Linked DNA regions of Mus musculus: regions 2, 3 and 4 are each linked to region 1. A link is a contact called in public Hi-C, HiChIP or PLAC-seq and capture Hi-C data. All regions are on one chromosome and are shown on one strand. Each heading gives the region's core, a stretch centred on a gene start, on an enhancer-like site or on the middle of the called end of the contact. The rest is flanking DNA. Distances are from core to core; before and after follow the strand shown.

Evidence for each region. Hi-C and Micro-C count contacts between places; a contact is called where the count stands out from the background. HiChIP or PLAC-seq counts read pairs in DNA pulled down with a chosen protein or histone mark. Capture Hi-C pulls out chosen DNA fragments and counts their contacts.
Region 2: a capture Hi-C map of embryonic stem cells shows a contact between it and region 1, with 7 times the contacts expected there. The contact joins two enhancer-like sites. A contact is called at or near these places in 1 of 15 datasets of contacts at CTCF or cohesin (large pre-B cells), 3 of 484 Hi-C or Micro-C datasets (the HL-1 cell line, cerebral cortex and mammary gland), 4 of 115 datasets of contacts at active chromatin or transcription factors (embryonic forebrain, embryonic stem cells, large pre-B cells and 1 more) and 1 of 9 other capture datasets (embryonic stem cells).
Region 3: an H3K27ac HiChIP or PLAC-seq map of differentiating embryonic stem cells shows a contact between it and region 1, with 6 times the contacts expected there. The contact joins the promoter of Erp44 here to the enhancer-like site in region 1. A contact is called at or near these places in 8 of 39 promoter capture datasets (the 3T3-L1 cell line, 3T3-L1-derived adipocytes, the C10 cell line and 5 more), 4 of 484 Hi-C or Micro-C datasets (cerebellar granule neurons, cerebral cortex, cortical neurons and 1 more), 19 of 115 datasets of contacts at active chromatin or transcription factors (the NIH/3T3 cell line, VIP interneurons, bone marrow-derived macrophages and 12 more) and 2 of 9 other capture datasets (embryonic stem cells and liver).
Region 4: a Hi-C map of the N1E-115 cell line shows a contact between it and region 1, with 5 times the contacts expected there. The contact joins two enhancer-like sites. A contact is called at or near these places in 1 of 15 datasets of contacts at CTCF or cohesin (pro-B cells), 1 of 484 Hi-C or Micro-C datasets (the N1E-115 cell line) and 4 of 115 datasets of contacts at active chromatin or transcription factors (embryonic stem cells and stem cell-derived neural progenitor cells).

What each region holds. Positions count from the first base shown.
Region 1 is chr4:47,436,050-47,439,675 of GRCm38.p6, reverse strand. No RefSeq gene overlaps it. Among named protein-coding and RNA genes, the nearest start is that of Alg2, 37 kb to the left of the region's middle. Within about 2 kb of position 1,820, at least 180 of the 459 cell types and tissues checked have an H3K27ac peak or open chromatin away from gene starts, as enhancers often do. A contact at or near this core is called in the N1E-115 cell line, the NIH/3T3 cell line, VIP interneurons and 13 more, where this site is marked.
Region 2 is chr4:48,107,414-48,111,493 of GRCm38.p6, reverse strand. No RefSeq gene overlaps it. Among named protein-coding and RNA genes, the nearest start is that of Stx17, 15 kb to the left of the region's middle. Within about 2 kb of position 2,658, at least 33 of the 459 cell types and tissues checked have an H3K27ac peak or open chromatin away from gene starts, as enhancers often do.
Region 3 is chr4:48,278,255-48,282,271 of GRCm38.p6, reverse strand. It overlaps Erp44 (endoplasmic reticulum protein 44), which reads left to right and starts at 2,683. Exons shown (of 12, transcript NM_029572.3): 1 at 2,683-2,888. The coding sequence starts at 2,832. It overlaps Invs (inversin), which reads right to left and starts at 2,512. Exons shown (of 17, transcript NM_010569.4): 1 at 2,297-2,512.
Region 4 is chr4:47,996,377-48,000,168 of GRCm38.p6, reverse strand. No RefSeq gene overlaps it. Among named protein-coding and RNA genes, the nearest start is that of Gm52735, 33 kb to the right of the region's middle. Within about 2 kb of position 1,653, at least 4 of the 459 cell types and tissues checked have an H3K27ac peak or open chromatin away from gene starts, as enhancers often do. A contact at or near this core is called in the N1E-115 cell line, where this site is marked.

The DNA of each region.
Region 1 (3,626 bases), core at 571-3,070:
ACTAGATAAAAGAGGATTTGATGTAGTCAGAATTTTCTGAGTGTTCCTTTCTGGTTCTGTGCTTGAATCCATTCCATCCTAGTAGCAGAGGCAGAGTGACACCTGGTAAAATGTCTTGCACATAACCAGGGCTCCTGGAAAACATGGGGGAAGGAACCATGAATTCTGCTGCTTGGGAGGAGGCTCAGTACGTCTAAGCAAGGTGACACTAGGCATAGCATTACATTGTCCTGTGACTTGGGGAAGTCTCAGATTGCTGTCCCTTCTATTCCTCCCTAGATTACCAAGAGGGTCACTTCTCAGTGCCCAGTTCTAACTACAAATTGAAGCTGATAATGTGACCCCATGTCTCAAGATAGCTATGAAGGCGATTACAGCCTTGTGAGTGTACAGCACATAACCAAGAGCCAGGCACAGGCTTTGAAGCCAGTACATGCAGCTCTAAGGGCCTGGATGCCTGCTGTCAAGCTTTGTCAACAGGCAAAACGCAACTGTGATGCCTCCAAGGAGAATGTGGCAGGAACCCACCTCCCTTTAGAAAGTCACCTGGGGCAGGTTGCTAATGTCAGAATTGTGGGGGTAGCGGAGGCGACTCCACCTTGAGTCGCAGCAGCAAAGGAAGCAGGGGGAGGGGAGGATCCTGGGTAGAGTAGGGAGAGGACCACAGGTCCACAAGGGAGAGAACGGGTGAGCCACAGGCACAACAGAAACAGCTTCACTCTCCAACCTATTGCTGCTTCTTGGACTCCACACTTAAGGATGGGGACAACTGGTGGAATCGATTTATAGACATGTTGATTTACAGATAAACACATGGCGCTTCTTGGCTTGGTTTGTTTTAGAGAAGAAAGACGACTCTGAGAACATAGCTCAATGGTAGAGTAATTACTGAGCATGTGCAAGGCCCTGGTTTCTATCTCCAGCCCTGGAGAGACAGAGACGTGTGTGTGTGTGTGTGTGTGTGTGTGTGTGTGTGTGTGTGTGTGTGTGTGTGCGTGCGTGTGTCTGAGAGAGACAGAGAACACAGAGATATTCTGAATATGATTCTGTTCATCTATATTAAATAAGAGGCTTAAATGTGTGGTTAATGAGACATAGTAAGAGAAAATAAAGACATGAGAAATTGCATGCACTCTATGTCCCTAGAGAACTTCCTTGTCACGATGCTTAGCTGCTCCTCACTTCATCTGCCTCACGTTAGCCTCAGGATCACCGGGTGGGGTCCCACAGCAAGCGATACCATCACATTTCATCATGAAGGCCCAAAGGCTGAGAGCATCAGACCAGGCATCTGAATCCAGTTCTGTCTGCCTAAACCAAGCATCCTCGCACCAAACAAGATATTCCTACACGTTAAAGGCTTGAAAAGCTCTGGAGGTAGAGGAAGGTCTCACCATCCCTCCCTGATCGCCTTCCAAACGCCAGGCGAGAGGGTTGTAGGGTTGAGCTGGCTCTGGGAACCAACGATGTATGTGCAGCTTTCGCCCCCTGGTGGCTGATATGCGAAGTGCTCGACAGTGGAAGAACAAAGGCTGCTAGCGTCCTTCCCTACCGCCCCCCCCCCAACCCCCGCCCCGGAATGGGGGTTGGGGTCCTGGACTTGGCTCTAGCGGCACGATAGACTAATGAGCTGTACATCTGCTCAGGAGGCAGCTGTTGAGTGCCTGACGGAAGGGTCGAGCCTGAAGGAATGAAATGAAAATTTGATTTATGTCGCTTGTTTTGGCAAGCTTTTGGGAAATGACCAGCCAGCAGCGCTGCCCCAGCACTCATGAGGGGTGAAGGGTGAGCGAGTGTCTCCTTGTCGCTCCACCTCACCCTTCAGCTGTCAACGAAGTCGTCCGTGGGGAACTGACTCTTATGCCCCTCCTCCAGGCAGCTGGCTTGTCCCGCCTTTGCTGGAGATGGGGGCGGGGGGCCTTCTGGTTCATCTCTGCTCTGTCTGAAGGGGGCGGGGGGTGCAGCTTCTTATACTTGTTTGAACATACATGTAAGTGTCCTCAGCTCTAGGCATCTGCCAGCTCCAAGCATTCAAAGGGGTCAAAGGGTGTGTCAGCTGAGAGGATGGCCACGCCCGCTATATTTTCAGAGCAGCGGCAATCTCCATGAGGATCGGGCTCCTTTGAGAAAGGTGGCTCCTTAACGCCAGGTCTCCTGGCACTGTGTGGCAGGTGTATGAATGAGGCCACAGGGAAGCTGGGCACCGTGCTCCAGAGCTTGCTTCTCTGCCTGCCTGTCCAATGTTCCCCTCTCCCAGGAGTATTATGGGAAACACCAGTCCAGCGTGTCTTCTCTAGGGCTGGGCTTCCAAGAGAATCAGCCCCGGGGAAGCTCCCTGCTCGTACAGCCTGCCGGAGTGGGAACACTGCCATCCTCCCTCCCTCTGCCCTGCCCCTTAGGGTGCTTCACATATACTTTCTCTGTATTTCATACTACCTTATTGAAAAGGGGAGACATATGTCTCCTGAGAGGCTTTACCTAGGAGCAGATGGAAGCAGACACAAGCATCAGGTGGCCTGTGGGGAGTCCTGTGGAAGAGTAGGGGATAGGATTAAGCCAGCCGGAGTGGTCAAAGACACCACAACTAACCTGGGCCTGTGGGGGTTCACAGAGACCGAACCACTAACCAGTGGGCTGGACCTAGATTCCCTATACACTTGTAGCAGATGTGCAGCTTGGTTTTCATGTGGGTCCCCTAACAACTGAGCTGTCTGACCCTGTGGCTGCCATTGGATCCCCTTCCTCTACTTGGACTGCCTGGTTGGTCCTCAGGAAAAGGGGTGTGTAGTCCATCTAGGACTGGATGTCTCAGGGTGGGGTGGTACCCCAGGGGGCTTTACTTTCTCTAAGGAGAAGATGAGGGAGTAATGGGGGAGAGGGATTTGTAAGGGTGAGACTGGGGGGAGTGGAGGAAGGGGGTTGATCAGGATGCAAAGTGAATAAATAAATTAATAAGAAAGAGAGATTAAAGTGAGTGGCACAGTTGCTTTCTGGCCTTCATGAGGAAAACCTGGGAAGTGAGCTTTGTCTGTCATGTGTGCTTCGCAAAAGCCAAGCTCCTGTCTATGAAAACCACTTAGGAGGTAGGAGATACCTGAGACCAACTTGGAACTCTCAGCTGTCCCCCTGCCTCAGTCTCCCCAGTGCTGGGATTACAGGTGTGAGTCACCACCCCTGGCGGAAGCATGCTTTTCTGCACATGTCCTTCCCATAGACTCCCTCTCCCTGAGGTCATCAAACCATTTATGAGAGGGAAAATGACACGACCTCAGGTTATATTTCCCCTTGAGTGTTTATATTGAATGAGTGAACTAATTAATAACTAGGATTTCTGCATAGATTCGTAATAGGGAAGCAACAATCCACCACTGAAATGTGCATGACGGTGGGGAGCCACTGTCCAGGCAGAGCTGGTGACGCGTGAGGGACTCATACATCCCCAGAGACCCGGAAGACCTTCGTGCCAAACCGGGACCATTTACTATTTCCATTAATGGCTTGAAGGATGGAAGGGAGCCTCAGCTAATCACATTTCTGCAAGCGCTGAAGCTGGAAGGGATCTTTGCCACTTCGGAGGCCCAGATTAAAATGGGATCGAGGCTTGACGAATTGCAGAGATGGCCCTA
Region 2 (4,080 bases), core at 1,409-3,908, 670 kb before region 1:
TATGGAACTAAAAGGTGTGCCTTCCAATCTCAGAGGAGACTGGAGCAGACCAACCAATAGAGGAGGGAATTTGCTGAACAAAGTTTGCTGTGATTTGGAGTTTATTTGGAACATAAAAGAAAGTTTTTTTTTAAACTTTAAAAAAAGGATCATCAAACTAATTTTCTGTTTTAAATATGAGCTTACCCTTAAATCCTGCGAGGCAGAAGGTTAGTTAGCCTGCTGCACAAAGCCTAGGCTAGAAAGTACCCAGTAGCCTACTGTGGCCAAGCACTGGGAGTAAAGTAGGAACTTTGTACTCAGTGAAGTGTGGAGGTTTACCTCGGACTCATTTTCCTGTCTTTCCAGGTTTGATTCATTGTCCTGTTTGGAACATCAGAACATCTCTTTGTTTCTGAGAAAAAGCCCCTCTTCTTCTCCAGTGATATTGCCAATGTCTTGGGGGATAACTGGCTGCATATTGAACACTGTTGGGGTAGTTTCTCCTGGTCTAGGAACATTTGAAGTCATGTAATAAATGTAGTTAAGGGCTCTGCTTTCTTCTCAGATCTTGAGACAGTTCTCTGTGCATGTGTCTCTTTTGAGTTCCTATTACACTTCCATTCGCTTCAGAAGGAAATGAAAATCAAGTTGAAATTGAGTCTAAAACACCAGAATCAGAAAACTCCATTAACTCAAGCCCAGATAAGGAAACAAAAGAGGGCTTTAATCTGTCTTGTTCCTTATGGAGACAAGCACATGGAGCTGGATCAGAGACAAAGCTATTAAAGACTTATGTGCTGCTGGCTCTCCTTGCGCTCAGTGTATGCTTATGTGCAGCAGACTTCTGGTAATAATTGGTTTTCTGTGTAGCTCTGTCCATAGATGAAAACTTTCTTTATCAGAGGATCCAAGTGCCACTCACATGAACAACAGATGTGCTTCCTGTTTTGTGTATCAGAACCTACTAGTGCGTATCACAGCAAGTAGGGCGGTGTCTTATGTCAGTAAATCTGGTTCCTATGGTATAGACTCTGGAATCATGCCAGGCCTCCTTCAAGGCCTCTTTAGAGACTCCAAACCCTTCTCCCCAGTTACTCTGACTACATCACTGGGCTAGGTGTCCATAAACTCCTACTTGGTGAAGACCTGTCCACCTTTTGGTTTGTGAGGCCAGTCATTAACAGTAATCCCTAAGAAGCAGTTACTGACCACAGTGTGCCTTCTCTTTCTAAGAGCAAAACCTGGACTCCTCCTACCTGCTGACACCTGTGACTCTTCTGAAATTCTGCTCAGAACAAAGACCGTTGTTTCCGCTCTAAGTGTATGACACGAAAATCCATTTTTACGCGACACAATGAAATATGCAGCTGTGTAGAAAGCTTCTGGAATAAAGAGAGATCACAATAGACCCCTCTCCAGACCTCTTAGGGATTCTTGAAACTGTGGCTTCTAATTTGAGAGTTTGATACATGTTCCAAAGACTGAATCCTGGACCTTTTAAAACAACCAGGGAAAAGGATTGAAAAGCGCCTAAATGCTTCTATACCAATTTTTAAAGATGCTTGCAAAACATAATTATTGAAAAAATCCTATTTGGAGCCATGTCGTGATTAAGAATGCACCTGAAAATGAAGTTGCTTGGCAATTTTGAGTTATTCCCCAACTTAAAAAATCCATTTGATGGACCTTAAAATGATTTTGTATTTAAAAAGTATGCATCTCTATCCAGGTTGACAGCTTAAGTACTAGGCTCTGTCCAGATAGAATCTGAAGTGAACTAAGGCAGAGCTTTTCAAGTACGAGCAAATTGGACCTGCCATTCGAATCACCGCCGTGTCTGCAGGCAAGGCTCCATTAGCTTTTGTACTCCCATCTGACCCAGGAGCTGCCTCAGACTCACAGACAGCCACTGTGGATCACCCAACAAGTGCAGGGGAAAGCCAGCCAAGGTTCCTAGCACTCTGTCAGTTGGTCATTCTGGGTAGAACGGAGAAGTAAAACAAACCAATGAAGTCCACACAAGAAAACAAGCTTCCACGATGAATAACCAATCCTAATTATGGGATAATGAATTTTTTTCCCACTGAAGGAGATTATTGACTGAGACAAAATATTTGTTGTGAGTGTGTACAAACAACGTGAGTGTAACTGCTTCTCTGTCTATACGCTGACTCACAATAACCCGAGCACCATGGCTTCATGTATTGATACATCACTGTCAGTTTTCTCAAGAGTTCTTGCTTTACAACTCTTCTTTGTTTGCTGCTGCCTGAATGTGGTTGGGCTTCCGGTTTTGTGGAATTGGTGTTTCTACAGCACTCGACCTTACTTCGCTTCAGATTCTATTTGGACAGAGCCTAGTACTTATTTCTTTAGATCTTAGATCTTCTTAAGATTCCAATTTGGCTTATGCTGCTCCCTCTCTGAACCTAGCTATCTCAGTCCTTGCTCTTGCGTACCTAGTTTTCAGCAGAGTGCACAGGGCTACTTAGCTTTTTCTCTCTGTCTACAAGAGTGTAAGGGGTTGGAGCAGGGTGAGGGGAGATGTGGGTTTATACACAGCTTAGAAAACTGCATCACTAAATGAGATGGGGCACGAGGAACAGGAGAGTGAGAGGGGTAGAAAAGGAAATGGGGTTGGGAGGTGGGGGTGAGGAGAGAAAAATAGCTGAACATAAACAAAGGCAATAAGGAAGTAATAGATTTTCAGTTCCCTATTGACCATCCTAAAGGCTGAAGTAGATTCTCATTGGGTGTTTACTTCCCTGCCAAGGATTTTATCTCAGCTCTCAGATTTTGCTGCCACCTGGTGCTAGAATGTTCCAAGAGTTGATGGCAAAATAGTTTGACAAACTCAGAAGACTCTAGGTCCCGAGACAACATAAAATGAAGACAATGGATACTTAGTATATAAATAAAAGACAGAACATCAAAAAAAAAAAAAAAAAAAAACTGGTGGGCTGGTGAGATGGCTCAGCAGGTAAGAGCACTGGCTGCTCTTCCAAAGGTCATGAGTTCAAATCCTAACAACCATATGGTGGCTCACAACCATCCGTAACGAGATCTGACGCCCTTTTCTGGAGTGTCTGAAGTCAGCTACAGTGTACTTACATATTAATAAATAAATAAATAAAAGAAAATTACCCATTCTTTAAAAAAAAAAACTAGCTTAACATAATAAACAATGAATGTGGTAAACCCATTATAACACCTTTATAACAGGCATTAATGGAAATCATCATATGATTTTGAGATATCAGCATCACCAGGGTCTACGAACCATATTCTCCCCCATTTGAGCCGGCACAGTCAAGTATGTCAGAACACTCCATGTTTGTACACACTCACAACAAATATTTTGTCTCAGTCAATAATCTCCTTCAGTGGGAAAAAAATTCATTATCCCATAATTAGGATTGGTTATTCATCGTGGAAACTTGTTTTCTTGTGTGGACTTCATTGGTTTGTCTTACTTCTCTCTGTTCTCCATCCTGCCTCCATGGTTCCTGGAAGCAGGGTCTGCTTCCATTGTTTCTCAAATTCCCAACATGGTTTGTACCTATTCCAATCTATCTGTTGGGAATTTTTTCCCCTTACCTATCACCCAGATTAATTTCCCTAGTCTAATTTTGTTGTTGTTGATATTGAGACAGGATCTTGCTGTTTAGTCCAGTCCGGTCTAGAATTTATGATTCTCCTGCTTCAGCTTCTTGAGTGATAGGATTATAGGTGTACACCCCTAACCCATCCCAACTGATCTTCCAAAGAAATGCTGTGCTATTAGGCTCGCAAACAGAGCAGGACTTCTATGACTCTGCATTTATTTTAGCTGTTGAGGGATGTGAAAAGAATTCCCCAAGGTCCAGATAAGACAAAGGTTCAGTAATAATATCATTCATCTGAGGAAGATTGAATTTCCACAGTTGACCAAAAGGATTATCCTCACAAAATCTGCTCTTCTTACAATGTGACTGACTCTCCTTCCATGGAAAAGTGGAATCTGTGTTCCCTCTCATGATGTCTTAATGGGCCATGACTTTGGAGGATGTTATGTGACTTTCGAGGTCAGATGAGAAATAACTGTTCTGCTTGTCTGTT
Region 3 (4,017 bases), core at 1,434-3,933, 840 kb before region 1:
AACAGCCAACGGCTTGCTCTAAAACTGTTTTAGGGTTGTTACTTATCAAGACAGAATATGCTTGAATTTTTGATCAGCCCACTCCTGAGCTTGCACTGTCATAGCTTCTTTACATTGTATTCATTCTATAAACCACATATCTGCATATTTACTGTGTGCCATTTTGATATGAGAGTTAATAATAGTAATTGAGATCAGAATAAAAAAAAAAACAAACTACATATGCCCTGGCCAGATTACCAAAGTAGGTGGGATTAGCTAGCAAAAGGCTACCATTGGAACCATTATACTTTGTGATTTTATTGTCATTTACTAAAATCTGACATTGTAGAAAGCCTTAAACATGCTTGCATATGTTTCTGACGTAGTTCTTTCGAAACTGACAAGGATTATTGAATTGTTCTAATTTAGAAAATAGTAAATTATAGTAAAGGTTAGCTTTTCATTTAATTTGCTGACAATGTTAGTAAACATCTGGCAAAAAAAAAAAAAAACAAAAAACCAGAAGTGTTGGGAGCCACTTCTGTTTTGTCTGAGCATGTCTGACATGGTAGAACGAAGAGTGTCATGTAGGATTGTAGCAAAATCACTTGAGAGACTACAAAACAATGAGTGAAGTGAAAGTAGACTACATTTGAGTTCCTGGCTCAGTTGTGTTAATGATCACAGAGTGTCTTTAGATCTTAGTAAATATGAAAAATTAAAACGGTTAACTGTTTATTTAACAAGTAGAGTGCCAACTATTCTAGGTACTGTTCTGAATTCTAAAACATCATTGTGGATCCAACGTGAACAGAGTTTTAGGCCTGCTAGACCACAAAAAAACCTTACTTGCTACTTTGAAAAATGTTAAAATAGTTATTTCTATTTCTTTAATAATTATATTGCTTAACCACAATTCTAGCAGTCAGCACAGTAATAGGTATTCAGCTGGTGCTAAGTGAAAGCTATGAAATGTCATGGGTGAGTCTCAAGTCCAAAGGGTAAATCAGACCAAAGTTTAGCTTCAGGGAATAATGAGTTCTGTTCTTTTCTTCCTTCCTTTCTTTTCTTTCTTTTCTCTCCCTTTATTTTTTGAAAGATAGGGTCTTGAAATTCAAAGACTAGGTTGCCTGGGAATTTATTATGTAGCCCACACTGGCCTTAAACTCCTGATCCTTCCATCTCAACCTCTCAAGTGCTGGGAGGACAAGCATATACCACCATAACCAATCCTACTGTTTATCAATTTCTTATTTTAATGAAACTTGGGTTTGGTCAGAGAACATGATGAATGTTACATTGATAAGGCCACTGCCTTAGGAAATAGTGGGTTTAAGTATTGGCTCCACTACACTTTAATTTTGTCTCCCTGGGAAAGCCATTCCTCTAGGTGCTGTTGCTAGTTCTTCATCATTTTCTTCTTCTTCTTCTTCTTCTTCTTCTTCTTCTTCTTCTTCTTCTTCTTCTTCTTTCTCCTCCTCCTCCTCTTCCTCCTCCTCCTTCTTCTCCTTTAGCAGAGATGCTCATTTCCTTGTTGTCCCCACCCCAATAAATAATTTTTTATAGAAAGAAATCAAAGCCACTTTGTTAGTGCTTTAAAATGTATCATCATCATTAAATAATTATAAAATAAGCCTGTGCAATAAACACTCTAATTACTGCTATGCAAACGTAGTGGTGCTGAGCTCACACACAGAAAAAAGAAATTCTGCTTAGGAAGAAAGATTTGGTGACTGTGACAGATGTCAGGGGAATCAAATGTCAGAAGTGGTGACACTTGAGATGGCAAGCCAGAAAGAAAAAGGGTAAGGCCACTTCAGGCAGCAGGAAGGCTGAAGCAAAGAACTGGAGTAGGGAGAATCACAAATGAAGAATGCCTCCTAAGTAGTGATGATGTGGCTAACTTTCCAGGCACGTGGATCTAGCTGGATGTTCACAGAAGATTCTGGAAAGCTACCATACACCAAGTTAAAATCCTTTATTACTTGGTTACTTCGTAATTGTACTGTAAGAAGTGGTCACGGCCACTTGGGCACTGCGCTTTACAGTTTACAGCATGCTTTCCCATCCCTGTTCTCTTCGTTTCACGGACCCTCTGAAACAACCCTGGGTAAGTGATTGACCGAAGCCCCAGTGGTGATTCTCCTTATATAACGGAGGAAGTAGCACAGAAAGAAGAGGCAGCAGCTTGGAGGCCAGGGATGGAGGCTCAGGCCACACCTCAGATCAGGCGGGCCAAGAAAACGCAGCAGCAGCCCGGGGCGGTGCTCTCCATCCTACCCGAGCCGCCGATGCTGGACCGCTTCCTACTCACCCCTGACTCCAAGAATGGCGTCCCGGGGCCGCCCCAGGAGGCACAACCCTCACGGGGCCGCCCCTACCGCCAAGCCAGGCCACTGCGCCCACAGGAACAGACCCCAGGACACTAGAGCCCGGGAGCTCTGAAGAAGTAGCCTGGGGCTCCAGGCTGCACAGCCCTCTGGGAATTGTAGTTCCCGTCCCGGAGGCACAGAGGTACGCGGTCCCTTCCAATCCCGAAGAGCCCCGCGCACAGATGGCTTGGCCGTCGTGGGCACAGGGCTTACTGGGAAAGAGAGTCCCAGCTCTCCGATGACATGGTCAATGAAACTACAGTATGGACTACATTTCCCGACGTGCTTCGAGATGGGCAGGACCCGGAAGTGAGGGCGTGAGAGGCCTCTCTGGAAGTTGTCCCGGGTGTTCGCCGCTGGAGCTCCGGGTCGAGAGGACGAGGTGCCGCTGCCGCCGGCCCCGGAGCCCAGCCCTTTTCTAGCCCGGTCCAGTCCCAGCCGCCACCTCCTGACCCCGCCGTCGACCCCGTCGTTACCATGAATCCTGCGGTCTTCCTGTCTTTAGCAGACCTCAGATGCTCCTTGCTGCTCCTGGTGAGTGTATGTCGGGGTGACAAACCCTCCGACTGTGTCCCTGAACGCCTCCCGCCCTCCGCGAGGGGGAACGGTGCAGCCCCCTGCTTGCCTCGACTCTCCTCCGCTGGCGAGGCGTGCACCCCCGGGCACTACCTTCACTTTGGCCGTTCTTTTGGCTCCTTAAGCCTGCGGTCCACAAGGCCTGCGAAAGCACAGTCAGGGCTTGGAACCTGCAAATAGGAGAATTCGCCTTGGGGGGAGTGAGTGATCCGTGGGAGGGAGGTCACCGCTGAGGCCCCTGGAGTTCGTTTCAGTTTTGTGGACGTTGAGGACCTGCTTGGGGCACCAGAATCCTAAGGGACCTAGGGTACACCTAATGTTTTCTCCCACATGGAGGGGCGTTAGAAGCCGACAGGTGTTGGGGTCGTGTGAATCTCTCTCTGGATCCTTGAAACCGGCTGGCAAAGCCCTCTGTTGTGGCTTAATGTGATTGGTTGGAAACCCGGAACTGGAGTCTGGTTTGGTGTCGACTGGGAGAATAGGAATTTGAAAAGGTGGAGGATGTGATTATCTGACAGGCTCTGCTAGAGCCTCCTGCTAGCCTTGTTGCAACCTCTGCACCCTAGAAGCATACATAAATCTTGGTCAGTGCTCTGAACTGGAGAATAACCAGCTCTCCTGCATACCTAGGTGCTTGGTACTTCCCTGCCTGCCCAACACCATCCCATCTTAGAAAAGAATCTTCCCCCAGTTCTTCTTCTGAAGTCTATCTTGAGTATGCAACTTACTTGGCCTCTTCTTAAGGTCAAATTGAGACAAAAACTGAAGGTCTAACTCCATATGTGAACATGAGAGGAATTTAATTGGACCGTAATGACAGCATTTGAGAATACTTGAATTGTGGTAGATTCTTAGAAAGCTAAGATTAGCATCATTGAATATAAATTACTTTCTTCACAGCTTAAGAATAATAATTAACTTGCAAGAAGCTGTGTAGTTGGTTACAGGCGAAACTGAGTCTAGAAATAGATTTCTTAATTTGTAGTGTGTATTCCCCCGTATCACATAAAAAGTTTAATGTCTGCACTTAAAATACTTTTCATTCTCATTATGGCTTGAAAGCCATTTTTTAAAAAGCTATATATAA
Region 4 (3,792 bases), core at 404-2,903, 560 kb before region 1:
CCTCTATGATATAGATTAATGTCCTACTACAACATGTCAAGATCGGACAGGGGGAGGCCAGGCCAGGGCATTCTACCAGATAGAAAGAGCACATATCAATGGCCTTTGCAGGAAAGGGTTCAGGTTGTGAAGATTCAGCAGAAGTTAGTAATTCTAAGTAAGAGACAAGGAGGCACAAGCTCCGAGATTGAGGTCAAAGATTGTCACTGACAAAAGATTAGTATAGTAAAGTACGGCTGAAGCTTGGACCTGGGAGGTGAGGTCCACAATCATCTAGAGGGTGCCTGTCGAGACATAGGATTGCAGGTTGGAATGCAGGAGCACCTCTGACCACAGCACCACCACAGGGAGGAAGGATGAGAGGCCGCTCCCTACAGCTTCCGTCTGACCACAAGTCTCACTCTATCTCCTTTCTACTGATCTTGGCAGGGATGATGTATAATTAAGTATTGTTTGAAAAAAAAGTATTGTTAGTTGGGTAAGCAAAAAAAAAAGTCTTATTCATATTAGTCTTTTCGTTTTGGGTAAGTGGGATTTAACACGTTTCTGTGTTTGTGAATGGCACTGCTACATTGGTGCAGTATTTACTTATGTCATTCATAGCTTGTTTATAAGTCTGTGCATTCTCTGGCCATATTGATTCTTTGTCAGTTATGTTTACTCTATCTCATCCCATTTGTATTTGTCTTTTGCATTTTGATTCTTTTGTCTTCTACTTTAAAAACTTGCATAAAATCTAAGATTACTTATCATGATCTTTCCCCCCATTGTACATTTTTTGCCATGATTTTTATATTTTATTGTAGGCATGGAAAAGCTTGCTGGGTATCTCGGACTCTGCTATCCTCCTGAAACTCATTTGTGAATCCCAGACACATGTGCACACAGGCCTCCTTATTGTGTTCTATTTCCACAGCACACTGACTGAAGGTCTGCTCTGATCATGTATGAAACTCATGTGTGATGGACGGTGGCTATGGATAACTTCCATGACTGATTTCAAGAACACCAAAGTTCAGTGCTCCGGGGTGTTGAAATGTGGATACTGAGTTTCTGGATTACGAATTTACCTATGGCATCTCTTTTAGGCATGCTGGTCATTTCCTGCAAATATAAACTCAGTTTTTCTTTAAGAGGTGAAAGTATAACACCGTGGGTGTTGAGAAGAAGCAATGGCTGCTCTGTTTAGTCTCATCAGTGTGACGAGCAAATTGAAGAGAGAGCTGCTTCTGCACCCTTTCTCGAGCTGTTCGCTGTTATCATGCTGCATTTGTTCTTACAAGTGGTGCAATGTCTGGGCTCCCCGTCCAATGGGCTGGTGGCTGCTAATTCAGCAAATTTGATTTTCCAAGTGAAAAATGTTGCCCTTATACCCAGTTTGTAATTCTTCTATTATCAGCTTCATCCATCACATAAGGGCAAGGGGCCAGAACTGTGAGATGGAACACCAGGACGCCTGTTAAGGATGTGTCTTCCTTAATTTCACTAATAGGTTTTTCTCTTCTCACTTTAACAATGATGTATCTGTCTACGCATGAGACTGTATTTAGCCAGCATGCATGTTCGAAATTAAGCCATTTCAGATCTGTGCTGGGAAGTCTCATTTCTCTAGACATTATTTATAAAGTAACTCCTTTCAGTCAAGCATGCTGGTCTCTGGACAAAGATCTTGCTTGCCCAGTGATACTCAATGTGACTTTTGTGGCTGTCATGCTGGTGGCTCAGCCTCACAGAAGAATGCCCCGACTAGCCTTTTTAGCTTTTGACCAACATAGCCAATCTCTGTCTAACGTAGATGACTCAGAGGAACCATTGACTGATTGCTAGAGAACAAAACATCATCAGTTAGTTTCAGAACTTTCTTTGAGCAAAGTTCAGGGATTTTTTTTTCCTTTTTTTTTTCTGCCAGCTCCTGGGTCTCCTGGTTTGACAGGCATGGAATGTTTGTCATCTTAAGTCACCAAAACGCTACACTTCTGATTTCATTCAACACAGCTAGGAATGCCAAGCCCATTGAGTTAACATGTCCAGCTGAGGCTCGATTCACAGATATTATGGAAAAAGGAGACTTATTAGAATCAATGGATCTAGAGTAGTTGAGGTTACAGAACAACCATGGAAGGTTTCTGTGAAAAACTGGCAGATTTTTGTGTTGCCTGGGGACCAGACATATCGAAGAAAGAGCTACACCTGGGCAGGCACCTAGGTATCTAAGGAGAATAGAAACTCATTTCTGGAGCTTTTACATTTTTAGGAATGGAGATATTTTTGATTCTGTTTGCTTCTGGAAAGTGGGTGTTTTCATTCTCTGTTTTGCTTGTTGGTACCAGGGTAGAGGTTTACTGGGCATCTTGCAACATTTGAAGATGATCAGTTGAAGTTGAGAGGTCCAGGTCTTGATGGTGACAGTAAGTTCCAACAGATAAACAGTTGAGTGGGGAGCCCATAGTTAAGTGCAGGAAATAAGGCTGTGAAGAAAGGGATGCAGAGGGTCAGCTAGCTCTCGGAATCAGGCAAGATGGCAGGGCTGTAGAGCTGGGCTTTGGTAAACAGAGACCTCATTCAGATCTTAATTTTTAAAAGAAAGGAGCAGCATGTATTATAAGACATAAGCACAAATGTAAACTAAAAGTTGGCATCTGGAGGTTTTAATTAATATAAGATAAAAGAAAAAGACATTATTAGTAATTTAAAAAATATTCCCTGTAAACTTTTCTCATTTAAATCTATGTATCTGTCTTAAGATTCCTCTCTCTCCCTCTCTCTTTCTCTCTCTCCCTGTGTATATGTAAACATATACACTAAAGACTATATATAACAAATCTATTCAGATGTATAAATATGTAGAGGAAAAGGGGAGGGAAGGGGAAGATAGATCCTGTTTTTCTGGAAATCAATAGTTTAATATATATATATTTTACAAAATTAGCTTGATTCCCTTCCCAATTGTGTGCTTTTATTTTGGGATTGCTATTTGCAATAAATGACTCAGAAACGGAAGTGAAAAATCAGTTTACAGTTTGACTAGAGATTTTTTTTTCCTGGTAGGGTTGTTGTAATTCTTACATAATTTGAGTACAAACCTCTCTGTGTTTATTAGATGTCTGCTGCTAGGTTTCTGTGTGAAACAGCCACACCAGCCCCCAACTTCCATGCCTCTGTAATTACATGTGAACTTGTAAGATCAGCAAGTACAGTGATTCATCACTCCAAGGTACTTTGCTAGAGGCAACATTGTTACAAGACTATTGTTCCTTGATGAATATATTTATTTTGAGCCTTAGTTAATTTTTTTTATTTTAAAAATAAGCTCTAGATCTCTATCTGTACTTATTATGTAAGGGATGATAAACACTAGAATGCATTTGCCTACTTTTAAGTTATTGCATCTGATAAAAACAAAGGCTACCAAATTCTTAGTGCTGTCTCTTTAGATGTATTGTTATCAACGTTACCACCGTTATCCGTATCATAATCAGCATCTGGTCAGTGTTGGTCGCTAGTTATTTCATTCAAGGTTGATCCAATAACATTTAAATATCATGGATTGAATAACAAGAGTTTTTGCTCTTAGTAAAACAGAGAAACAGGATTAATAGTCAAATTCCTAGGAATTCTTACCTTTGAAATGGCCTAGTTGTCAAATTTTGTTTGCAATGGAGTTTGATTCATTTATCCATCCTTCTAGACAGACAGACAGACAAATGGGTCTTACTGTGTAGCTCCAACAGGCCTGGAACTCACTGTAAAGACTGGTCTTGACATCACAGAGCTCCATTGTCTCTGTTTCCT